Linked DNA regions of Mus musculus: all the other regions are linked to region 3. A link is a contact called in public Hi-C and promoter capture Hi-C data. All regions are on one chromosome and are shown on one strand. The core of a region is the stretch at or near the end of the contact, and the rest is flanking DNA. Distances in the headings are between cores, read along the strand shown. Region 1 holds the start of Mfsd1 (major facilitator superfamily domain containing 1). Region 2 holds the start of Gfm1 (G elongation factor, mitochondrial 1). Region 3 holds the start of Nmd3 (NMD3 ribosome export adaptor). Region 4 holds the start of Rarres1 (retinoic acid receptor responder (tazarotene induced) 1). Region 5 holds the start of Rsrc1 (arginine/serine-rich coiled-coil 1).

What was found. Promoter capture Hi-C pulls out the DNA fragments that hold promoters and counts their contacts. A called contact is a pair of places that touch in the nucleus more often than the background predicts. Capture Hi-C pulls out chosen DNA fragments and counts their contacts.
Region 1: a contact with region 3 is called in a Hi-C map of B cells, with 5 read pairs. The contact joins the promoter of Mfsd1 here to the promoter of Nmd3 in region 3. A contact is called at or near these places in 5 of 39 promoter capture datasets (the 3T3-L1 cell line, the C10 cell line, hippocampal neurons and 2 more), 2 of 484 Hi-C or Micro-C datasets (B cells and CD4 T cells) and 1 of 9 other capture datasets (adipose tissue).
Region 2: a Hi-C map of B cells shows a contact between it and region 3, with 5 read pairs. The contact joins the promoter of Gfm1 here to the promoter of Nmd3 in region 3. A contact is called at or near these places in 1 of 39 promoter capture datasets (liver), 1 of 484 Hi-C or Micro-C datasets (B cells) and 1 of 115 datasets of contacts at active chromatin or transcription factors (astrocytes).
Region 4: a contact with region 3 is called in a promoter capture Hi-C map of liver, with 4 times the contacts expected there. The contact joins the promoter of Rarres1 here to the promoter of Nmd3 in region 3. A contact is called at or near these places in 2 of 39 promoter capture datasets (liver and pre-B cells) and 1 of 115 datasets of contacts at active chromatin or transcription factors (bone marrow-derived dendritic cells).
Region 5: a contact with region 3 is called in a promoter capture Hi-C map of adipose tissue, with 2.8 times the contacts expected there. The contact joins the promoter of Rsrc1 here to the promoter of Nmd3 in region 3.

Annotation. Positions count from the first base shown.
Region 1 is chr3:67,581,492-67,586,904 of GRCm38.p6, forward strand. Mfsd1 (major facilitator superfamily domain containing 1) reads left to right here and starts at 1,277. Exons shown (of 16, transcript NM_025813.3): 1 at 1,277-1,486; 2 at 3,153-3,205; 3 at 4,107-4,219. The coding sequence starts at 1,327.
Region 2 is chr3:67,426,994-67,432,089 of GRCm38.p6, forward strand. It overlaps Gfm1 (G elongation factor, mitochondrial 1), which reads left to right and starts at 3,122. Exons shown (of 18, transcript NM_138591.2): 1 at 3,122-3,329; 2 at 4,657-4,809. The coding sequence starts at 3,246.
Region 3 is chr3:69,719,878-69,724,725 of GRCm38.p6, forward strand. Nmd3 (NMD3 ribosome export adaptor) reads left to right here and starts at 2,178. Exons shown (of 16, transcript NM_133787.2): 1 at 2,178-2,245; 2 at 2,532-2,589; 3 at 4,380-4,514. The coding sequence starts at 2,546.
Region 4 is chr3:67,513,087-67,517,996 of GRCm38.p6, forward strand. Rarres1 (retinoic acid receptor responder (tazarotene induced) 1) reads right to left here and starts at 2,437. Exons shown (of 6, transcript NM_001164763.1): 1 at 2,075-2,437. The coding sequence starts at 2,329. It overlaps Gm40067 (a long non-coding RNA gene), which reads left to right and starts at 2,163. Exons shown (of 3, transcript XR_001783859.2): 1 at 2,163-2,670.
Region 5 is chr3:66,983,896-66,989,287 of GRCm38.p6, forward strand. It overlaps Rsrc1 (arginine/serine-rich coiled-coil 1), which reads left to right and starts at 1,767. Exons shown (of 10, transcript NM_025822.4): 1 at 1,767-1,911.

The DNA.
Region 1 (5,413 bases), core at 27-2,526, 2.1 Mb before region 3:
CTATCAACCCAAGGGTAGCTGGGCCCTCCCCAACAGTCATTAATTAAGAAAATGTCCTACAGCCTTGCCTACAGGTTCATTCCATGGAGGCATTTTCTCAACTGAGGCTCCCTCCTCTCAGATGACTTCAGCTTGTGTCAAGTTGACATAAAACTAGCCAGCACAAGACAGTAATCTATACTGTGGACAAAGCCAAGGAATGTAAACTGATGGTCTAGGCCCTTCATTGTAGTACAGCTGATGCTGAGTGAAAGATTAAGCCCAAGGTGGGGTATGACCACTGTGCTGGCAACTGCACAGTGTTAGTCAGGGGAATGCAAGGTAGACAGCAGGCTATGCATAAACATTCCAAACGGTATCTCTCTGACACAGTCCCTCTGCTTCCCCATCCCCCATATTTGGATCTCTTTGGAGGGCCCAAGCTAGGAGTCTAGAAAACACTCAAAAGTCCTCCTCCTTTTTCAAATCCCAGGTGCTATTGTTTAAGCAAGTCCTCATTTAGTCACTGGATCTCTCCTTGGTGCGATAGCTCCAGCTTTGAGCCTCTCACTTTCACTTCTGCGGCACGCTTTACAGCTATTTAGCACCTAGCCTTGCTACACTCAAAATTCTACTGCAAAGACTCGGCAAACCTAGAAATGTGGGGTAGAAGGCTGCGCTGCCAAATCAAACTTCTCAAAACAAACCTAGTGGTCTCTATACTCTGCTGGACATCTCTGAATGGCTCCTCATTTAGGATGTTCGTGTTTCTACTTTACTCGACTTTCCTCTTACTCCAAGATCAGTATAAACGTGTAATTATAAACGTATAAAACCCAGAGGAATTCAATAACTCTTTCAGCTGCAGTCACCATCCATCCACCCACATGATTAGTTTCTGTCCACCTAAGGAAATTCTCTCACCCATATTCAGAGGTGAGAGAATTTGTCCTCTTTTCTAGTACATAAGTGTCAGGTACATCATATGCTGTTCCGTCAGGTCAACTTAACAACTCTTCATGAAGAGTTGGCGAAGTGAGGGAGGGAGGACTGAGCTGGGTTCAGGTCAAGCCTTCCACCACGACTTCTGCACCACCACTTCCTACTGGTTTTAAATCAGATGTTAATGAGAACCCGGTCGCTCACTCCCACTCCCGACCGGATCTATACCCCATCGGCAGAACAGAAAGGCAGCACGGGAGCCCGGCCACCACGTGAGCAACCGTTCACGTGAGCACGGAGAGGCGTGGCCCGAGCAAGTCACGTGAACACACGTGATCACGTGAGTGCTGCCGCTGCCGCTGCCGCCCTGCCTTTGCTTCCTGCTCCGTTCCAGGCTGCAAGCTGATGGAGGACGAGGATGGGGAAGATCGGGCGCTGCTTGGGGGCCGCCGCGAGGCGGACAGCGCAGTCCATGGCGCCCCTCGCGCTCTGTCCGCGCTCTGCGACCCCAGCCGCCTGGCGCACCGGCTCGTGGTGCTGTCGCTCATGTGCTTCCTTGGCTTCGGTGAGCGGGGCTCGGCTGGGGCAGATGATAGAGGGATTCCAGGGTTCGCGCTGCTGCCTGGGCTCGGGAGCCCGCTTTTTCCAAGTGTCTGGAGCGAGGTGACGTTTGTTCCTCCAAGCCCCGGTGTTCAGCAGCTCCTCCCTGGGGACGCAGATGAGAAGGAAACTCAGATCTTTCTCCCGGAGAGCTGTGCTCCCGAGAGTTTCAGAACGTTGCTGGGGGAATTTCAGAGCGTGACTAAGTCCCTCTTCCTCCCTCCCCAGGCGACCCCTCCCATTCCCCAGTGCTTTCCTTTGTATTCTTTTAGAGCTCGGATCCGCTTTGGATAGTGTTCACTGCTAAGTACACCTTAGTAGGAGTCTTTTCTTACCTTTCCTCTGTGAGACAGCCTTGCAGGACCACACTTGTTAAGTTGGTTTCACTTATGAAATCTGATCTGGCGCAAAACACTTTCATTAGCTACTTTTAAAGACACCCTTCCCTCCCGTGTTACAGTTTTTAGTTTACATTGAAACTGTTCGGATTCGTAACAACTGGCTTGGCTTGAAAGAGTGTTTCAGGGGGATCAGATTCAGAAATACATGCACCTGGTTTATAAAAGATACTTTGGGCTTCGGTTTCTTTATTTTTGAGAAGATGGTACTCATTTGCTTTAAAACGTATTGAGCTGATAGTGGTGGCGCCCTTTAATCTCAGTACTGGAAGACAGGGACATGTCTGTGCGCTAGAGAGGCCAGCCAGGGCTACAAAGTGAGATCTTGTCTCAACCAACCAACCAACCAACCATGGTATTGAATTTCTTATAAGCAGTTAAATCCTGAAGGAGAAGTTTCTAGGTTTAGAATCAATAACCAGTAAGCATAGACAAAACACTTGAAGAAATTGTCCCTACTCAAGTTGACAGTTTATTTTTGGTAGGTAGATTGGGCTGAAAGTTTGGGTTTGAGAAACTAGAGCCGCCCTGTCGCTAGCTGCCTTCTCCACCTTTGGACCGCTAGCTTTGTGTATTTACAGAGTCAGCGGGGAAACAGGCAGTGTTACCTTGGGGCTTCTTCAAGCCTGTCAGCTTTCCCCGCTCCCAGGAGACATTGCCAGTTTTCATTTGATCCCTTAGACTGGCGCTTGTGTTGTTCTTGTTTCTAGCCCAGTTTTCACTCAGTTATTTGCTCCTGGGTATTTTTGTTTGTTTTTGTTTGTTTGTTTGCAGGATCAGGATCTATATCAAATACTGGTTTGGTTTGAATCTCTGAGTTACCTCTGCTTTCAAGAAAAGTGAGGACCCAGCTAACGTGCACCTGTAGAGGATGCTTGTAGACTTTTTTTAAGTAAGGGAAATGCAGCGATTTCATGAAGATGTTAATACAGTGATAAGCATGGGAAGAAAGACGGAAACGAAATGATTAAAAGCAGTTGATGTTGACCTCTTTATCAGGTTTCTGGTATATGCTGTGTATGCACACCACTACCTTGTGGAAGTTCTTTGGAATGGTAGATCAGGAAGTGGTGTAAAACAAACACACAAGCAAGAAAAAAAAATCTGTTGTCATAGTGTCAGCCATAGTAAACCTTAAACACCTCCGGGGAGTTACTAGTTAGGAGTTGTAACTTGAAACTCTTATATAGATATTATCATTCCGAGTGAAATATGTGTTCTTCCTTTTTCTAGGCAGCTATTTCTGCTATGACAACCCCGCTGCCCTTCAGACTCAGGTGAAACGGGTGAGTTGATTTTCTCCGTTCTTGTACTGCTTTGCTTTGGAGCACTCACTTACAGATGCTCAGATAGAATGAGCTCTCAGGTGCCCCATCTGAGATGTCCACTTTCTCTTCTAGTGTCTGTTATCACCACACCCACAGGCTGCAGAGATCAAATTTGTTTCTCTAAAGAACTCCTGAATAACATATACATGCCTCGAGATGGTTTTCTTCTTTAGGTAGATAATTATGGACTCTGCCCACAGTGTTACGGGAAATGCTAGTGTTGGTTGGAGCTTTGCACTCCTCTGAACCATTGAGTGAGTGGTGGGACAGCTTTGGCCTTCTTAGATAAACTTTGCTGTTATTTACTTTTATAAATGTGCATACTGGTTGCTGAGTATTGGCCCTATCTGCATTCTTAGTCTGGTTTTGAGTTGTAAAACTGTATTTGATATTTGTTGTTTTTTGGGCATTTAGACCATCATTATGTGCATTTTAAAAAGCCATTAGGCAGAGGAAAAATGCATGGGCTGTCCTTTGCATTCTAGGAGGGGTTAAAGAGGATAACATCTGTAAGACTAGGCAAGGACGATTCTTTTCTGTTTGGGAGGAGTCCATAATGGAGGTGGAAATGAAGAAGGAGGAACGTAGGAGACAGAAAAGGGCTGAGTTGGCCCCCATGCCAGTGACAGGTCCTAGAATCCATGAGGCCTGAGACATAGTATGTGGACTTAAGATGTTCCCAGGTATGGCTGTTATTCTAAGGGCAAGGGTCGTAGCTTCCAGAGTCACAAGGAAGTAACAGTTCACACATGGTTAGGAAACATACCCTGTATAGATACACAGCTGTCACTACGTTTTGTTTTGATTCGTTAATTGCAGAATCTGTGTGGAAAAAAAGTTTTCTTTTCTCTCTATCCAGGACATGCAAGTGAACACCACGAAATTCATGCTGCTGTATGCCTGGTATTCTTGGCCCAATGTAGTTTTGTGTTTCTTGGGTGGCTTTTTGATAGACCGCATATTTGGAATACGGTAAGCTTGCAAAAAAAAGTCAAATTGTGGGTAAATTTAACCTGGTTATTAGAATGTAGGAATGGGCCAAAGTTTTTCTTCAAAGAACTGAATAGACTTGTGTGAATTGACATATGGTGGACACGAAGAGTTGATTTTTGTTTTTAAAGATTGATTTTGGCTCTAGACTCGATCCTTGAAGCCTGGTTGGTTTATTAATTAGGATCAGGCCTAGTAGATGCTGCTGATGGGTCGAGGTCATAAGTTATGCTCTTAAATTGGGTTAGACGAACTTCCTAAGCTTCAGCTCCCCCCCCTCCCCTCAGTAGGGGCAATAATTCCTACCTTACAGGCTTCTACAGGGATTAAGTGAGATATGGAGTTGTAAAGTCTTTGCACATAGGTGGAGATACATCCCTCAGCTCTGGTAAGATTTAAGGATCCCCCCTCCCCCACCATTTCTGCCTGTCTTTGGCCATTGAACTTTTTGTGGCTATGGTCATTTGATGCTGAAGAGGAATAGTCCCTTTGCTATTAGCTTTGTCACTTTTCATCTTTCTCATTGGCTGTGTTTCAAGTGGGACTTAGGGACCATCAGCTGGGGCTCTCTTCAGAAGGCAGAAATGGAGCTGCGGAGTGGTTCTAACTCTTTCTGAGGGATAAGGGTTGAGACAGCCTTGTGTGCTTAGATTTGCTGGGGTTGCTTCTAAGAATCTTAAATAGTTGAGCGTTAAGGAAGTGTTTAGATTTTACTGGGTCTCAAGGGATGATAGAATTAGCTTAAGTTTTAGGGAAACTCTTTCCACTTACATGGAGGAGGAACTCCTTTTAATAGGGGTGATATAAATCTTTGTGGGACGTTGAGTTTTCCAGTTTTAGAGAAGATTCAGGCCATGATTTTAATGTTTTTGAGTGAATTTTAGCTTCAGAAATGCAGTTGGCTCTGATGACTTTTGAAGAGTCTGCTAAGGCTGCTATTATGTGACTCTGGTAAAATATTAATAGACTGTAGTTGGACCTGTAACTCCATTAACTTGGCATAGCCATGTCTTCTAAAAGTAGTTTTTAGTTACCAAGAATTATAAACTTAGAATTATCTACTGTAGAATTTCCTGGAATCAATTCTAAATTGATAGTAAGATAAAGATTTATTTTGTGCACACGCACACATGCCATGTGTGGAGCCAGTACAGGAGTCTGGTCTCCAGGAGCTGG
Region 2 (5,096 bases), core at 1,872-4,371, 2.3 Mb before region 3:
CATCTCCCTCTCCTCTTTCCCTCCCTACTCGATACTCCTTTTCCTCTGAGATCTATCTGTTCCCTCTAGTTCCTTTATTTATTCACAACTTCTGTGATATTATATAGATTGTAGTGTCATTGGCATTGACTTAGCTACTCTTCACATATCAGTGAATATATACCACATTTCTCTTTCGGGCTTACTTCACTCACGATGGTTTTTACCTAGACCCATCCTTTACCATCATTTCATTATTTCATTTTTTTTAAAGTTGGAATATTCCATTATGGATATGTTGCACATTTCATTATCCATTTTTCTGGTGAGGCACATCTAGGTTCTTTGCAGTTCCTGGCTATTGTAAATAGAGGAGCAATGAATATAGATAAGCAAGTGTCTCTATGGTAGGATGAAGCAACGTTTGGGTCTATTTCCAAGAGTGATATGGCTGGATCCTGAAGTAGATCAATTCCCATCTTCTTGAGGAGCTACCACACTGATTTCCAAAACGGCTGTACAAGTTTGTGCACCTGTACAAATCACAGGTATAATCAAAGGTTATCATTGGTTGTTCCGAATCTAGGTAATACTTGCCAACAAAGGTACAGAGCATTTCCAATGCTACATTTGTGAGTTGGGCTGATGTTATTAAAGAATGGTTCTGACATGGCTTTTTTTTTTTTACAAGAATAAGAGTTATGAAAGACATCATGGTGATTTATCATGTGATATCATGATAGATATTAAATACAATGAACTACGGGAGAAAGAACAGGATGTGTGCAGATGTAGAAAGGAGTGAGGGAGCTGTTGAAACTTGTCGGGCAGAGGTGTACAAATTAAGAAGACAAATGACTTAAGGAACAAGAGTGTTGGGTAGACATCAGTGACTGGGAATTTGGAACCAGTGTTCCATCTTTGGATGTCTTATTCTGTCCGGGTTTACAGTTGAAGGTAGAAGGATACTGCAGACACAGAGCCCTCTGATGTTCCTCCTCTACAAGAAAGTACAGAAAGAAGTGTCACTGTGCCTTGACCCCAAGCTTTGTTCTCGGCTAACAATGCCTCCACCTGTACAGGGCTGAAGTATCCTGGAAAGAGAGCTGAACTTCCTTCCCAAAGAGCATTATGAAAAACATTGAACTTGTACCTAATAGGTTTCTCTGCCAACAAAATGAACCAATTCAAGTCAAATCAAAAGTATAAATCGTTAGCACAGCTCTAGGCTCTGCCCAACAGTTACCTTGCAACAGTTTGCATCTATGCTCACCAGGTATGATCCAGGAGCTAGGCATATAAGAAGACCTCTTCCCTCTCCTTCCCACATGTCTCCTGTTGGACAGCTGGACCCTTTCTCCCTTTCTCGCTCTTCTTTCTTTCTGTCCTTCTCTATCCCCCCACTTTTTCTGCCTGTACTCCTTTTCCAGGCCCCCTTCCTTTCCCCCAATAAACTTCCTCTTATACTAAGCTGTTTCCTCAGCGGGAACACCTCACCTCGGCCGGCTGAGTTGCTCCTTCCTGCCTGATCACTGCCACCTGTTTATAAAAAACAACATAAAGGCAGGCTTATTAAAAGGCAGCAGTCTGGCGAGTTGGCCAATCTATCAGGTGGAGGTCAGTAAAGTCATTCGCCCAGGATAAAGCAAGGAGGTTTTATAGTTTTGGGCCGTGTGGTGATGAAACATGGGATTATGCCCATATAAGGTTAAAAAAAAGAAAAAAGAAAAAAAAAAAAAAAAAAAAAAGCTGAGCGCCCAGGCAGGCACTCCCAGGTGGGTAGCGGGAATCAGGAAGATGATGACCTGTTAGGCTGTAGTTTCCTTTGAGGGGTCAGGGAGCTTTTTCTGTGTGGTAGGATGGGGAAGGAGGGCACATAGGGTTTTGTAGCTGGGGGGTGTGTGGGGGGGGGGTGTGTCGGGGGGTGATGAGCACGGGTTCCAGCCTAACAACACTAAAGTAAGGAGATCATTTTCTGCGGAGAGGGAATATGGTCTGGCTTGAGAAGATCCTTTTAGTCAGTGTGTGAGTTTACTGAAAAAAAAAAAAAAAAACCGGGAAAGACAAAAGCCGTGAAATCAACCCGGTTCTCATCACAGTAACCCCAGGAAGAAATAGCCCTGTGGAGAGGTGGAAGGAAATGGGAGGTTCGCATATGCTGAGAGGCTTAGATTACAGGAGCCAGCAAGTGACTGCCATCTTTGGCTAGGTCAACTGGATGGACGGAGATTCTTTTGCTAAGATGGAGACTGTATGAGGAGGTTTGGGGAAGACTAGAAGCTCTGTTTTAGATATGTCAACGTTTTTGAGGCCTTTAAGAAGCCCAGACAGAAGCGCCACGGGTGCAGTTTTGAAGATGCATAGCTAGTATTACTGATGAACAATAAAGAAGGTTTTGAAAAATTTTATTTGTAATCCAACATATATCTACTCTCATTTCCCCAGAGTCTCTTTGAAGTATTTGTTTTTAAGATTTACTTATTATGTATACAGCTTTCTGCCTGCATGTATACCTTGCAGGCCAGAAGAGGGCACCAGATCTCATTACAGATGGTTGTGAGCCACCATGCGTTTGCTGGGAATTGAACTCAGGACCTCAGGAAGAGCAGACCTCTTAACCTCTGAGCCGTATCTCCAGCCCCTCCCCCAGATTCTCTGATGCTGTAGTAATGAATACATTTTTGTGTACTCCTTCCATTTAAATTGTTATAAACGTTTTCCCATTGTCATGCAGGTAAAACAACTATGTTTAAAATCTGCAGCTTTTGTTTTGTTTTGTTGAAACAGGTTCTCACTGTCTAGTCCTGTCTGGCCCAGAATTCTTTGCTGACCAGGCTATCTTGGAACTCATTAGAGATCCGCCTAGTTCTGCCTCTGAAGTGTTCTTATTAGACATGTGTGACGCCATACCCGGCACGTTTTTGTTTTTTTTATACAGAGATGGTTTTTTAATTTTTATTTTTTTCCTTTAAAGACAAAGGGACCAGAGTACCTGCCTCCGTAGTAATGACACCTCCCTGTGACAATCCTCTGCATAAACTACGCTTTCTCCTCCTGACCAGGAGAGGGCGCGCGCCACGTCGAGCTCAGACAGAGGTGCCTCTCCCTTGTCTTCCTCTGGCCGTCCTCCTGACCTTCCTCCCGGAAGTGCTCCTGCGGCTCCGGTTGCCGGCGTGACTTTGAGCTCTTCCCGCTCTGCTGCCGGCGCTGAGCACAACCGATCACCTCAGAGCAGGAGCCTTGGAAGTGGCTGTTCCAGGCTTGCCATGCGGCTGCTGCGGGTCGCCGCAGCCCTGGGGCGTGGACCGTTCCCTCGGGTCCCTGCAGTCCTGGGCTGGCAGGGGAAGCAGGTACTGGTGCCAGAGAACCTTCCAGAGCAGGGCAGGTTGGCGACACCTTTCCTTACCTGGGGTCTTGAGCAGCGATTTCCCGAGCCCCGTAAGCCCTTGGGTATCCGCATGCCAGCTCGGCCTTGCGACCCGCAGCTCTGCGCCGGGGTCCCTCCCTTCCTGATGATCTACCTTAAAGAGAAGTGCCCCGAGTGAAGGTCAGATGAAAGTTAGTGTCCCCGGGGCTCGAATCCCGGATTTCGGACTCGTTATCCAGTGGTCCTCTTACTACTGGGTGTGGTTGGATGCTCTCTGAACGTGTGGGTTCTATTCAACATCCCGGTACTCTTCTCTGGCCAAGTTTCCCAGTCAGGTGTATAGATTAAACTTTGTAAGTCTTTGGAGTGAGGTACTCAGAGCAGGGAAGCCGTTGGTAGATGTGACCTCTTACCTGTCATGGATACCTCGTTTGCTTTGCTACCAAGTGTTCCTGTGGTTTAACCATCCAAGCGCTTGTCAGCTGTCTTCTTTGACATGTGCCCAGTTTCCCTCTACCCAGAAGTGTTTGCCAAGCGTTTGGGTGTGCAGTTTTGTTTTGATTCAACAAATACATCCCCCTCCACCCCCCACTGTAAAGCTGACAGGAACACCACCACCCCAAAAGGCACTTCCTTGTTTTCGTTCAGATGAAATTGGAAACCTTTTTGGAGTTGTCTTGTGGCTGTTAGTTGGGTAGACCCATATGCCCCTTGCTAGCTGTGAATTACAGGACGGGAGAAGACAGAGAACCTAAGGTACAATTCAATCTAAAACTTGTATCTCTTGTTAAAGTGGCCATTGAGAGGTATAGCTCTGACTATTATGGTAGTGTGTATTTAAAAGTTAGCAGTGTGGATCAGCCAGCCATAAGGGTAGTTGTCAAGTGTGACAGCCTGAGTGTCAGTCTTGGGACCCACACAGTGGAGGGGTGAAAACGTAGCCCATGACTGCTCTTCCAGAGGAAGAGTTGAATGCCCAAAACTCACATCTTTGTTCGGAACCATCCATAACTCCAGCTCTAGGCGATGTGACCTTTCCAGCACCAGGCGTGCACGTGGTGCAGAGATATATATGCAAGCAAAACACATATACACGAACCTTTAAAAGTCTCAAGTTTAAAACTAACATTTAGAAGCAGTAGTTGTGCTTCTTTTATGAGTATTATTCAGAATTAAATCCAGGGCTCCTTAGATAATACGGAGGTTGAGAACCTTGCTTTGAGGATGAGAAAACAAGTCCGTAGTTCAGGTTTTAACTGTGATCTCGTATAATAGGTGTGCTAAACTGAGCTTTTAAAACTGTTTCTCAGGCTGATTGGAAGACCCGCCGATGGTGTTCGTCAGGGCCAGTTCCCAATGAAAAAATACGGAACATTGGGATCTCAGCTCACATTGATTCTGGGAAGACGACGCTAACAGAACGGGTGCTATACTACACTGGCAGGATTGCCACGATGCACGAGGTGTGTGCTTAGCGGTTGATTCCAGAGCGATTCAGAAATCGATTTTAATTCTACTGTTGTTATAGTTTCATAAGTTTCAGAAAACCTTGTTTTAGGATGAAAACTGGTCGGGTGCAGGGCAGTGGTTCTCTACTTTCCTAATGCTGCGAGCATTTAGCATAGCCTCATGTTGTGGTGACCACCAACCATAAAATTATATTTGTTGCTACTTCATAACTGAATGGTAATATACATATCTGTGTTTTCCAATGTTCTTGGGCAACCCTTATGAAAGGGTCGTTCCACCT
Region 3 (4,848 bases), core at 928-3,427:
TGTTTGTTTTGGTTTTGTTAGATATGGTTTCTCTGTGTAGCCTTGGCTGTCCTGGAACTCACTCTGTAGACCAGGCTGGCCTCGAACTCAGAAATCCACCTGCCCCTGCCTCCCAAGTGCTGGGATTAAAGGCGTGCACCACCACCGCCTGGCTGATTATAGAACTATCTTAATTCTGTGTCTTTCTGCACCTTTGGTGCAAGCAGAGCCTGTAGGCACCAAGGTATGAAGTTACCACAGCAAGAATTACTCACAGCTCACAGCTCTGATCCTCTTCATTGTTCCCAGACACTTACCTCCAAGACTACAGGAGTGTGGCGAGGAGGAGAATGAGGTGGAATGGAAAGACTATTAGTAATATTTTCTTCAAACCCCTCCCCTATTCAAATGAATAGGTTCTTGGGTCCTTCATATTTGTTCATTTATGAATAATAAATAACTGCCCCTTAGCTATAACTTTCAAATATGAACTTCATGCCCAATCCAAAAAGGAAATCCTCCCACTTCTATTTGATAAGATGAATTCAAATTTAAACCCTCTTCATTGGGGAACAAAGACCCTCTACTGTCATAGGGTCCTGGAGTCCAATTAGAGTCATTAGCCTAAATTGGAATAGTGTGATCCTCTAGATATGCCACTTGGCTAAAGGCAGGCTTAGTAAGAAAAATTCTTTGCCTCATTTACCTGAATAGTGCCGACGGTTAATATGAGTGCAGGAGCCCACAGAAGATAGAGGCATCCCCCTGGAGTTGAAGTTATAAGCCATTCAAAGATGATAATACGGATGCTGGGTACTGAACTCTAGTGTTTTGCAAGAATAATAGTATGGACTACTGAGCCATCTCTTCAGACCACTTTCCCCTCTTTATGCAGGTGCTGGGTATCCAACTCAGATCCTCGAGCCTGCATGGCAAGCACCTTACTGACTCAGCCATCTCCCCAGCCTCCAACGCTAAGGCTTCTATTGGAGTTCTTAGGACTCTCATGTATAGAATCATAGCATCTGCAAATAAGAATATTTTGGTTTCTCCCTTTCTTATTTGTATTCCCTTTATTATTTCCCTTGTCTTACAGCCCTAGCTAAAAACTTCCAACACTCTATTAAAAGTGGAGAACATAAACACCCTTGTCTGTTTTAGTAGAAATTAGGCATATCTTTAAAAAACAAGTAACTAAAGTTTATACTGTAGTTACATTTCCATGTTCATTATAAATGTCTTATAAAACACAGATGATTGTGTGGAGCTGGAAAGGTGGTGGCTCAGCAGTTAAGAACATCTGCTACTCTCTCCCAGGACCAGAAGAGCTTGGTTCTCAGCCTCTGTGTTGGGCAGTTTCAAACCACCTGTAACTCCAGCTCCGGGGCGTCTGACACCTCTTCGGACCTTAGAAATGCTAGGGTCTTCCTTTTGACATCAGTTTCGGTTACAGTTGCGGATTTACCTGTTTTCATCTATTTTGTGGATCCACTTCTGAGAAAAATATGTTTCAGATGATTTCTTTAAGAATAATACTTTTCTTTAATGAAAAACATTTTATATTTTCTGCTTACTATTAAAAGTACAGTGTTTGCAATATAATAGAGAGTTTTCAGTTTTTCTTTCTTTTCTTTTTCTTTTTGCATCAACTGTTTAGTAAACAGCGATTCGATACTCTTAAGTTGTCCATGGTGATATTTACAGTGGCCATGTTTCTTTAGAAAGATCCATGTATTTTATGTATTTGAGTGTTTGGCCCGCATGAATATATATGCACCAAGTTTGTGGTTGGTGGCCTCAGAGTTAAGAGGGCGGCAGATCCTCTCCAAATGGAACTCTAGACGTCAGTGAGCCCACCCTGTGAGTGCTGGGAATTGAACCCAGGTCCTTTGTAAGAACAACTGCTTTTAACTGCTGAGCCCTCTCCCCAGGAGCTGAGAAGTGCATTTTAAAGATACGGGGGCGGGTGGAACGGTGAGCCTATCACAGACACCAAACTGTTGTAATCACTGTCCCGAGCCTGCTCAGCTCGCCCGGTCTCCCGTATCCCCACCCACTCACTCCATAGGCCCCGCCCCTTGCTACACGTGTATTCTTTGACCCCGCCCACCCGTCCCCTTCTCCCGCACCCTTCAGCACGCGGGATTTCCGGTTCTCCTATCGCGAGATCTTCGTAGGTGTGTAGCGCGGCTGAGGTAGCCGGTAGTGCGTCCTGGCCGGCGGGTTGCCCGCTGTGGGTGTATTTCGCCCTGTCACGGAGCTGCTGGTAGGTTCTGGGTGGGAGACCCGGCTCCTGCGCCAACAGCGGCCAGACGAGGGAGCGAGCCGGGCCCTGTACCCGGGCTGCGAGCGGCCCGCACGGGCGCCGGGGCGTGGGTGTGGGGCCGAGGCCGGCCGCATGCGGAGCCGCGGCGCGGAGGAGGGCGGAAGGGCCGTGCTGGGCGGCGGCTCGCGACCCCCGGGCTTGTGTGCCGCACGCATGGCTGTCCCCGAACTCAGGAGACTCGACCTGATGGATCCAAGTCTCACCGGTCCTTCCCTCCCCTTGATAGGTCGCGCGCGAACCATGGAGTACATGGCAGAGTCCATTGAGCACAGCCCGGGACACATGTGAGTTGCGAGCCCGCCCTGATCGATCCCTTGGCGTCTGCAGATCGTAAAATACCGAGAAAACGGTTAACGCTAGCAGGAGAGGTCCTTTTCTCGGTGGGAGAAAACGGTTGGGTCTTGATCGCATAGGAAGTCTACCCCATTTTAAGTCCGGTGTAGAAAAAAATGAGTGCTTTGAGAAGACGTCCTCCTAGAGGGGCACGAGTGGACGTGTACGGTTGTCACCCGGCTCCTCTGTCGTGCTAGCCACATGGTATGCGGTGCTCACGTGCAGCTAGTGGCCACCACTGGAAGATTATCTTAGTTTTCTTTGGGCAGCCGTGGGCCACGGTGGCGGAGGTTCACAGACTTTTTCTGCTGTTTCGTTGAAATCTTACTTTCGATGGAGCCAGTCCTGTTAGATTGGCCCTGGAATTCACTCTGTAGCCACGGCTGACCTTGAGAGCCTTGTCCCTTCAGCCTTAGCCTCCCAAGTGCTGCGATTATGTCAGGCCTGCTTCACAAAATTTTTCTGCCTCCAGTACACTATAGAGTTATACTCCTGTAGCTTAGAGCATCGGTAGGCATAGGTGCTCTTCTTGTCCTGTATTTTTGTCTATTTCTCCTTTTAAAAATTACTTTGTAACATAAAATACAGGGTTTCATTATATTTTCATGTATATAGGAGGGTCCGCATATTTAACATTGTACAGCGTTCATATTTACCCTACCATTGATCTTCCTTAACCCTCCTACCCCCTCACAGGTCCCTTTCCTTTCCTTAATAATCTCCTTTCTGTTTTCATGGAATACGTACATTTTCCTTTACTGTTCATTGTGGGTCCCTGTAAAGGGGGCCTGTTCGCATCTACGCATTGTAGATGCTCAGAACAAAGGGGGCACCCACTAGCCGAGTCAGATGCAAGAGAAACGAGAAACGGATCTTACATATATTGTTTGTTTCTCTTTGTTGTTTATTTTTGCTTTTGAGACAGTCTTACCATGTTAAGTCCTGCTTACCAGGAACTCATAGAGAGATCTGTCTGCCTCTGCCTCTGCCTCGCAAGTGCTGGGTAAAGGTCTGCACCATCACACTTGGCTGTCTTTTGTTTATATTGTTGAATTTATGTGCACATTAGTGTTTGCTATTGTTGTTAGACTATTTGCATTGCTAATTTCTTTTTTTCTTAGTTTTCCAATTTTAAAGAAGAGATGAGGGACTAGGACATTTCTATCATTGCATGAAGTTCATTAGCATGACAAAGTCGCACAGTGCCCTCTTTAAGCATTTTCAGAATTATGGCCCTTTGATTTTTGCCGATGTTTCAGGATTCTTCTTCACTCTGTCTTTAAGATTGCCTTTTTCCCCTCTTCGAGACAGACTCTCATGAAGCTCTGGCTGGCGTGAGACTCACAGATCTGTGTGCCCTGCTTCCTGGTTGTTAAGACGAAAAAGATTTCCCCCCACACCCCACTTGTCTTTTAAAAACAAATCAACTTATTTTATTCGTGAGTGTATGTGTGTGTGCTAAGTGCATGTAAGAGGCCATGGACATCAGAAGAGTGGTAGACTCTCCTGGAACTAGAGTTACAGATGGTTGTGAGCTGCCTCTTGTGTGCTGAAAATTGACCCCAGTTTGCTATAAGAGCTGGAAGCACTTTGACCCATTAAGTGTCTCCTCCCCCACTTTAAACAGTAGAATCTTGAAGGCTTTGGCTTGGTAGGGGTTTTTTGTTTGTTTGTTTTGTTTTGTTTTTGACTAGTAAATGTATAAAATCTAATTGGAAAAAATCTGCTTTATTTTCTCAAGCTTGTGCTGTGAATGTGGTGTCCCAATTAGTCCAAATCCTGCCAATATTTGTGTGGCCTGTTTACGAAGTAAAGTTGACATCAGCCAAGGTGTTCCAAAGCAGGTCTCCATTTCTTTCTGCAAACAGTGTCAGAGGTACAGTACATTACTACTTGTTTAGCTTCCTTAAGTTGGTCTTCATACAGAGAGCCACTGTGTTATGCTGAGATTACTCTGAAGTATACGGAATGAAACGTGCTGTTGAGTGTTAATTTTTACCTAGTTGATGTTACCAAGGATATAATAATTTGCAGTTTTATGCTGTGCTTTCTACTGTCCTACTAATCTGGTAAGGATAGAAAAAATATTTGTATAAAAGTGAGATACTGAATCTGACAGTAGAAGACGCCTTCTGAGAGCTGATGCATTCTTTCTTCAGTTTCGTTCCTTTAGTTGTTGGCTACATCTGTTTACATCTATCCATATGTCT
Region 4 (4,910 bases), core at 1,187-3,686, 2.2 Mb before region 3:
CATTTGGGTGCCTGGCTTTCATGCTTTGTTTGTTTTGTTTTGTTTTGTTTTAAGACGAAATATACAGCAAGAACTGCGTCCCTCATCACGACCGAGTTTATGCACATGTTTCTGAAACACGACTCTCTGCTTTTATCATGTGAATACATAGTCTATAGCCCACATTATTTCATTACATAGAACTAAGAATATAGCTCAGTGGTAGGACAGGTGCCTGGGGTATAGACACAATACACACACACACACACACACACACACACACACACACACACACACACACACACACACCAAAACAAAACAAAACAAAAAAAGGAAACAGCAGCACCTGCTTCAGATTCCAGGAAGCCAGTCCTGGTTTCTCCATTCTCACAGAGCCTTGCAGGCCCTTGCCAGATGTCTATCACTTCAACACTGGCCTGCTTGATCGTCTTTAAGGGTGGAGTTTTAGTAACCTTTGAAGGAAAACAATTTCACTGGATTTGTGGAAGAACTTGATTCCTGGCACACTGGCCTCTTTTCCTTGGCTCCTGCAGTCACATAAGTGTTAAATTATCAGCGAGGTTAAGGGGAAATGTAACATTGTTTCTCATAGCCTTGAGTTCCAAGTTTATCTGTGTTCACGCGCATACACCACCATTTGGGATGAGCTAGGGTCACCTTGAAGTGACCACTACAGATGCTGAACAGCACCCAAGCTCCTGCTGACACGAAAGGAGTGAGCTCTCCTTCAGATGTTGAGAGCTAGCTGCTTTTGTAAGGATGCCAAGGGGTAGCTGAAAAAGCCCAGAAATGCTAGGTATTTTAGGAGTTTAAAAAAAAATGACATTTATTATGTGTGTGCATGCATGCTGTAGCAGGCACGTGGAAGTCAAAGGACAACTTGGGGGAGTCAGGTCTCTTCATCCACCTCCTGGTCAGAGGATCAAACTCACAAGCTTGCCAGCAGGCACCTTTACCCAACGACTGTCTCACTAGTTCTATTTTATGATTTTTTTAAAAATCATATTGGATTGAAAGAAAATAATCCCTGGTATTTGAAAATTGGTGAACTTTGTCCGTCTGGGTTTGTTTGTTTGTTTGTCTGTTTGTTTTAATAGAGAATTCTCCCCCCCCCCACCCCCCAATAACGAGGGAGGTTGTCATCAGGGCTCCTCTTTCCTCAAAGAAGAGGACAAGATCTTAAGTTGTGACTTCATTTCTCCGGTGAACTAGTAAAGGCTGGATGGAGCCTGGAGTAGAGACTGTCCCTGAGACAGTAAAGATTGTTTTGCTGTTGCTGTTTATTTAACACTCACAGTAGTTTGCCTTTTTCTAGAAATAAGGAAATAAGGCTGAGAGTTACGAAGGTGATTCACATCATCTGATGCTACACGGAGGATGGTCTTTATCATCACACCAATTTAAATCTTATGCTCCACTCTACAGAAGATGCAAGGCTGCGGATCTGTGGCTTTGTGGAACACCCCGGGAGCCTCATTGCCTCGGGATTCCGCAGTTGTGTAACTTTAAAAATCTGTTTAATGAAGAGAGCAACACATCTACAGCCACTGTCCGGAAATCAGCAAGCGATCTAGGAGCTGAAAAGTTTCGATCGCCCTTTCAGTTATGCAGAAGACGGCGGCCCTGTCACTCCCTAGTTAGATTAAGAAGATACCAGAACTGAATGGTCCCTGGTCAGACCCCTGAGTAACCTTTACCACTTTATCCCGAAGCCTTGCACTGGTGGCCTGCCATGAACAACGAAACTCTAGAAACGTGTCTGCGATGTAGAGAGCTGGCTTAGCTTTTGTACACACACACCTCCCCTACTTTGGTAGGAGCCATAGAGTCTAAGCCATGAGTAGACTGGGTACACAGTGCGCATGCCAACACCCACACTGGGTACCCCGACCAGGGGCTGTTATTCATGGGACCTTTTTTCTTAGGTTCTCAAACACGCTAAGTATTTCTGGCCTCAGAAATACCGGAAAGGCAGAGGCAGCGTTGGAGGGCTCCGCGCCTCTCGCGCGACACAAGCTCAGGCTGGGAACGCTGCGGTCCCCGAGCGTGTCCCGCCGCGTCGCGGCTCACTCACCCACGCGCGGCCCTCCTGCACGGTGGCCAGCACCCGTAGCGCGCTGGGCGAGCCCGCGCGGAAGTTGAAGAAGTGCAGCGCAGCGCGCGCCGCCAGCTGCAGGATCCCGCGTGGCAGCCCCACGGCCGCGGGCTGCCGGGGGACTTCGGTGTATTCCAGGTCCGCGGGCTCAGTGACAGCAGCGGCCAGTGCGAGGCTCGGCAGCAGCCAGAGGCTCAGCAACAGCGCTGGCATCGGGGGTTGACGGGGCTGCATGGACACGGGCGGCAGGGGCCCACGGGGCTGCGTGGATGGGGAAAGCTGGCGCTGAGCTCCCTGGACCCGGTTCGCAGTGCTCACGGAAATAGGCCACGGCGGCCACTCCCCTCCGCCCCCGGGTCGCCGCCCTTCCTCGCCTCCCTGTCCAAGCAGAAGGACCAGAAGGCGCCTCCGGGAGAGCGGGTCATGTCCCATGTCCCCATGACGCGGTGAGAGGGGACATGGGACAGTGGGGCGCCTCCTTGAGGGCACACTCCGACTCCAACTCTGGGAACTTAGCTTGTCGCCTGCGGCTGCTGCAATTTCACAACCCTCAGGTCTTAGAACCCACTCCAAAGGTTAGTTGAGGTGAAAGAGGAGACGGGTGGTGACAGGGACCAGTGGCCTTGGCCTTGATGGGGAATTTGAGAAGAGGCAGCTGGAAACAGGGAAAGTGTGCAGAGGGCGGGAGCAGGTAGTGAGCACCTGCAGGCCAGGTAGGGAGGAGGGGCGGTGGGCGACCGGACAGAGGTTTTGAGAATCAAGTAAATTAATTAATACTGGAGAGGGGCCTTGGGTTGAAGCCAGATTCCAGTGGCGTGAGGTGTGGAATCAACGCGTCACTGAAGGCAAGAGGTGGCTACTATTTTCTAAACCACAGGTAAGAGAAAGCCCTTTAGGGACCTGTGAGGTGGCTCAGTGAGTAAAGGTGCTAGCCACCAAGCCCGATGACTGGAGTCTTGCCAGGACCAATGTAGTGAACAGAGAGAACATACTCAAGCAAGTTGTCCTACGACCACCACCCACCCACCTACCTACGTACAACATAACAAATTAAATAATAAATGAAATGAAATGTAAGAGAGACAGAACAACCGGAGATACCCAGGGGTCTAGCCCACCTCATCAGCAGCAGTCGCTATCCTGAAGGACCAAAGAATGATTGAGACCCATTTGTTAACTACTGCTTGTGAAGCTGGGAGACACCTGTGGAACAAAGGGAGCAGTTGGCTGGGTATCTTTCCTGCCATCCCAGCCTGCAGCCTACTGCCTGCCATCTGCCTTAGACTCCAGTGCTCAAAGACGGGATTCTGGAAGGAGCCATCCTATGATCACCAAGCCATAGGCCTGTGGACAAAGAGAAACTGTCTAAACGATACTCCCCCCTGTTGCCCATCTGTGGACTGTCTTTCCTTCTGCAGATTTACGAAACACCTGGGTCATGGGGAGATGAGGATGAGCAACCAGATAAACATCTGGAGCACACCTACAGTCGATGAGCCAAGGGAACGTGTCCTGTGCTGTTTGCAATAGCATGCTCTGCAGAAAATTGAGGAGGGAGCCAGAAGCCTTAAGATGGTGACTTAACCCAGGTCAGGGCTGGCAGTCATATCAAGAGGGGACAGCAGAATCATTGGGGTAGGTGGAGTATTTCAAAAAGGCCCACATATCCTTTGTTTCCATTTTCTTTCCCTCTCTCACCCTGCCCCTGGACTAACCATGGTCAGTACCCATATGGTCACTTAGGAAGCAAAGTGGACATCAGCTGTCAGAAAACATGTGCTTCCTAGTGTACATAAGAGGCCAGGATACCTGTTCCCACTCCTGCCACAAATGCCAATGAGCAGAGATGGGTTGAATATTATGTTGCACTTTGTATAGAAAGGCAGGCAACCAGAGAAGGCAGTGGATAGACATCCTTAGGAAAAGCTGCCTTCCATCTCACCGAGCCAGGAGGAGGAGAACAAGGCAGACAATTATCCTGGAGCTGCCATGCCCCTCTGCTCACAGGGACAGTCACATCTTTGAGATTAGAGATGCCTGCCCCCCCCCCCCCCCCCATCATCTTCCCTGAAAGCTTCTCTCATTCTGTAAACATCTAGGCTCAGGAACTTTCCTGGAATATGCAGTGTAGTTGGTGTCTTCTGGAGTCAACCCTCCATTTGTCTAGGGCTGAACTCGGGACAAGTAAACTGGTTCACAGTGTGCATGTACTAAGCTGTTAACATGTACATGCAGATTCTTTTTTGACGTTCACAATTCACTTTGAATTCAAAAGTGTCCCTAGCCATATCGCCTGTCAAGACTTCCCAGTGCCTGCTACATAGTTATGAATGTACCGAATACCTCTGGAAGAACCAACCAGAAACAGTGGTTGCTTTTGGATCATGGAAGTGAGTGGGCTTACAATGTTGGTCTTTTGACCTGAGATAGCACCCCCAGGTTATCCAGAGCCTGGAGCCCCTGCTTGGAGCCCAGATACTTAGGTTGAGCTGAATCTCCCCCACTTGTGCTTGGGTGGCACCTCCTGCCCTACTGGGTGATTGTGAGGTTCGAGTGTGCTCATATCTACATGTATGTGCCGAGGTGAAAGTAATGGCTATTTGAAATTGCTATCATTGTTGCTGTTGCTAGCAAGTTAAAAAGAATTGTGACAACAAATTGAAAAGAAGATAGAATCTTGACAAAGAATAAATCCAGCAGTGACTTTCTTTTTATAAATAAACAAGGGGTTGTGATTAAAAGAAACTGATGGGCTATTCAATAAAGATATTTCCTCCAACCTCTATCACCTAGTCTTTTATAAGTACTATTAGCA
Region 5 (5,392 bases), core at 517-3,016, 2.7 Mb before region 3:
GACTCAAAACCTTACTGCTTCCTAACTTCTATGAATTTAGGAGCAATGTCACATTGAGCATCGGTCTGCTATCTGTAACACTGTAATTCCGGAGAATAATCACAGAATTTTACTCTTTTGTGAAACTGTTTAAAAAAGATCATTTAGTAATGGGATCCACTAAGTTGACATGGTGTTTCAGTAGCTTTCAACCTCTATGACGAAATACATATTCGTAAACACCTCCCAAATAGCCCCTGCTAGAAGCCTGGTAAGAGATCAGGAGACCCCCAGACGCTTCTTCATCCTTTTAACCACAGGACTTAAATACAAACGCTTATGCCATCTTCTGTACTAGAAGGATGACCACTTTAAAGGTAACCAGAGAAAGATCAGGCATGACTATCCTGTAATTTGAACCAATAGATTTCTCTATTATTTCATCTTCTTGACTCATTCTAACTATAGGGGTGGTAGATGAAGCAATGATAAATCTCCAGTGTCTGACTCCCATTTGTGTAAAGGAAGTTTAATTTAAAATTTTTATTAGCATATAATTGTATGGTTTTCTTTATGAACTTTTCACATATGGAAACATACACCTCTTCTGTTAGCCTCTTATATCCCCCCCCCCATTCCCTTCCTCGCCATCCCCAATAGTCCCTCTTTTAGGAAGTTTCAGTTTTAAGAAATTAAAAGTTTGGAAATTGTATTAATAAAAGCTATGAAGTATGATGTTTCACCAAACAGCAAATATTTTCCTGAGAAAAGACATTTCAAAGCCTTTATTTTATTTTATTTTATTTTATTTTACTTTGTCAAAGTTTTGAAAGGAACATTGACTTTAAAACTCAGGAGACAGCCTATGGACAGATACAAAAATAATCAGGACCCCCCCCCCCCAAGAGTTCCCCCAGTTTTTGAATTATTTAAAACAAACATGTAGTGTTGTGGTTTTGTTTTAAAAGAGTCCCTCAAAACTGGCTAGTTAAGGTCCAGTTACTTTCCAGGAATAAACCTATACTGGAAGTGAGTTCCATCTCAAATCTCTGTGGAAATCTGAACCTTAGTATCTAGCTAACAGTAGGCCTGAATCCAAGTTAATATTTTATATATCTCCTCATTTTTGTTTCCTTATACTAAATCATGAAAGAAAAGTCATACAAGGAAAATATTGTATATTACAGAAAATGCCACGTTTCTTTAATTTCGGTAATAGAAGCTTCTTTCTTTCTTTCTTTCTTTCTTTCTTTCTTTCTTATAAATCTACCCATTTACTTTCTCTTCTAGAGGAACCTTCTCCTATCGGGCAGATTTCTTCCTCCTATCTAACAGTTTCTTTAATAGGAGAAACTAATTGCTTCCAATCCGTGAATGCCTTCACCTTCATGGCAGGAAAAAAAAAAAAAACCCACCGATTTTAATGTATTTTTTTGCAAATAAATCATTACAGTTTAATCACACACGACTCTATGCAGACACACTCCCATGATTTATTATTGTTGGGCGAATTTCCACCTCGCTCAACAGGAACTAACCAATTTTGCTCTACGCGGATGTCTTAAACATAACTTCTTACGATGTAGATGTTTGCTGATTATCTGTGACGATAACGGCGAATACTAAGGCAGTAACATCCCATAGTACCACCTTTATTGCTTTTGGAGAATAAGAAAATCCAATTATGCAAACACGCAAAACAAACATTAAACAAAAAATTGGCGGCATGACAATCCACTCGCTCGGCATTCCTAATGGTCCAGCAGCCTGCATCGACGCACTCGACAGCTCGGCTGAAGCTGCCTGGTGCTGGAACCAGGAAGGCGCTGAGCTTAAATTGAAGCAAGTTCTGAGGACGCCGGTGGCGCCGTGGTTAGAAGAGGGGGTTCCAGGTCCCCACGTCGGGAGGTGCGAACCCGAAGGTCGAGCCAGGTGATGCCGGCGTCCAGAGCTTGGGGGCGGCGCCCGCGAAGGAGGCGTAGCGAGGCCCAGCTCTGCGGGAGGCGGCGTGGGGCCTGGCGCAGTCTGTGGCCAGGAGCTCGCCGAGGGTTGGGCCTGGGCCCGCGGCGTGCGGTTTGTAGCCGTGCGCATGCGCCCCGCACCTTGCAGGGTCCCAGCCTGCTGGCTCTGGGCGAGGGGGTCGCCGGAGTGGTCGCGGGTGGCGAGCGGCCGCAGGCCCCAGGCTTGGCCTACAGTGTGGAGTTGATGTGGAGAGGTAGCCCCCAGTCCGCGGGTCCCGCGGGTCCTCGATCGCCGTTCCTCGGATTCCCAGTTGTCCTTCCTTTTTAGCCAGGTTCACTCTCACCTCCTCCAGGTAGTCGGAGCGAGGGGGAGGCTGTGGCTAAGTGTGCACGGAATCCCCACCCCTTCTCCTGTCTATCGGATGCTTGTTGGCTGGAGAGAGAATACATGGTTAGACAGACCCTTCCTGTCTTGACATATACACACATCACTTTAAACAGTCTGTGAATTTACCTTCTAGACTTTTGGTCATGTGACCAGATAGTTAACTCCTGAACTCATTCACCTTTCTCAGGAGTTACAATGGATGTTGTCTGCCCTCGATTTTAGGTTATTATTAATGTAATTTCTGAGTTGTATTTAAAATGTTTATTGAGGGGGGGGGGAAAGCTCTAGATTTGCCAGCAGCCCAGTTTTGTCCCTACTAAGTACTAGGTTGTTAAATAAATTCACACATCATGTGCTGGCATATGAAGGTATTCGAGTTGTCATCTTTGAACTTAGATGTAAAAGCTCCCAGTGAAGTAGCTACGTAGAGTTTTCAGGTTTTAAGGAGTGGAGCAGATGTGACAGGTACAACCATGTGGGGAAAGCAGCTCTCCTTTGAGAGCTTCTCCAGTCTTAGAGTTTATGAATATTCACTTTCTTTGCAGACAAAGGAGATTTCTTGCTAAGTGGTAGCACTTTATGACTGTATGTTCAATAAGAAGGCTAAAAATGTCTGAAGCTGAAAAAGACAAAGGCAGCTGGCACTTGTCTGTTAATTGGCCTCGATGACCCAGTCTCTACATATTCAGCGTGGAGAGTTGTGATGTGAATTGGTTGTCATAGGGTTGTTGTAGTGCATTTACAGATAACTTTCTTCTGGTTTCACTCCCAGAATATGGGAAGGAAGTCCTGTGATTTGTTAGTTTAAAAAGAGACACTAAATAATCTACAGAACGTTGTTGCAACAGTAGTTTTTTTTCTAATTGAAAATAATGTTATTTGTATACGATACATTCTGTTTTTTGTTCTTTGTTTTTCCAGACAGGGTTTCTCTGTATAGCCCTGGCTGTCCTGGACTCACTCTGTAGACCAGGCTGGCCTCGAACTCAGAAATCCTCCTGCCTCTGCCTCCCGAGTGCTGGGATCAAAGGCGTGTGCCACCACGCCCGGCTGTATACAATATATTCTGATGATGGTTTTCCCTCATCTCCCAAACTAACAAATAAAGAAAAAGGAAACTAAGAAAGCATGAGAAATGTGTACACACACACAAACCATAATATACAAGCAAAAGATCGGTATGGTTTACAAAAATGACCAAACAAAGCAATATGAGAAAAAAAAAAAAAAGTTTCCAAAAAGATCTCTGTGTTTGTTTTATGTTGGCCATCTACTGCAGGAGATGGAGCCTGCCCTTAAGTGTGGTTTGTGTACCCTTGGGAACTAATTGTTCCTTTTCCAGCAATTGTTGATTGGAGATGACTTCTTGTTGGGGATGGGAGCGCTTCTGGAGCACTCCAACCTCGATGCTGGTATCCTTTCTGGTTTGGACCTGTGTGGGCCCTGTACATGTGTCATAGCGTCTGAGTTCATCATATGTCAGTCTTAACAGTGGTGTTTTGACAGAATTCTTTTTCTTTTGAATTTTGCCTTGTTATATCTGAATTTTTGCCTCTGTTCTTACAATTCCTTTGGATGGTTCTCTGTTTCTGGATTCCATAGTATGTTAAATAGTGTTCACCCTAGTTTTACTTTTTGTTTTGTTTTGTTTTGTTTTTTCCAGTGTCTCTGGCAGCCCAAGGGTGATCTTGAACTTGCTGTGTAGCCTGATGAGATTGTAGGCATGTGCCACCACACTCGGCCATTTTACTTTTCTACCTTTTATTGAGGAGGGGGCATGTACCCAGGATCAAAGATTCTGTTTTCATTATTTAATGAAACACTATGCTGAAGTACTTATAAACTGCCATGTCCTCTGTGAACCTTTGTTCTCTTAAACTAATTGCCCTTCTGAAACATAATAACTGCTTGTTTTATCCTTATTAAGGATATGCCTTGGCAATTGGAAAATGCTGGTTCACTGAGTTAGATGTGTCTGTCAAATGTTGGCATCTTTTATTGTATATCAAGCATTCACTTTTATTAATATTGCCTCTGATCCTAGAAAAAAGGAAATCTGAGTACTAGGCAGATACAAACTGTCCAAAATTCAGATCTTTCCGTGAAGAGCTGCATTTTATAATTGGTGACAAATACCGTTAATTTTCCTTGCTGTAAAAGGCTATATTTACTTAGTCTGGGAAAAAGGCTGCCAAATGATCATCTGTTGGCAGTCTTACAGTAAGAAGCATGTTTTACAATAAGAGCAGCTGCTTGCAACTCAGTCACACAGGTTTTTAGGACAACCAGCACTCTTCACTGTATAATAGATATTGTATTTATTGAAATTTAATGAATCTCATAATTTTCATTTCATTGCCAAGGACATTTTGAGTGTGTGTGTGTGTGTGTGTATGTGTGTGCACGCGTGCGCGTAGTCTGTCTGCTGGTGCTGTTGGTAGACTGGGGATTGAACCTTGGCTTTATAGGAGCTGGGCAAGTTTCCTACCACTTAGCAAGATTCTTGGCCCTATCAAGAATGTCACTGAGACTCCAGGGGGATGTAAAGTGGGTGGGGACCAGGAAAGAATGTAATGACCCTAGTATAGTTTGCTTATGCTTTGATTCCTGCAAAAATTCAGAGCATCAAAAAAGGTAATGTTTGTATGTTATAATGAAAATAATTTTACTTCTTGGATTTCCTGACTCTAAGGGTCCTTGGGCTCTCTTTTGGGAGCTGTTGATACACTAGAATTTAATACCTTGGAAGGCAAGGACTGCCTTCATAATATCCACAATATTCATAATAACTGATGTATCTCTTAACTTAGGTTAGCTCTCATCCTGAGGTGGTCACCCATCTTCAGTGTTAGGCCGCTCACCATTTGACTCTGTTGACTTTGCTGTGTCTTGCTTTCCTCTTGGAAAAGTACACTGCTTGGAAACTTCCTGAAGAAGGGTGAGCATGAGATGTCATTAGGAGAACTTGCATTTCTAAAAAATATCTTTTTTTCTAATCTCACTGTAGACCACTGATTTGGTAAGGTAAATGGAAAGAGATTTAAAGTTGGAATTAGTTTTTCGG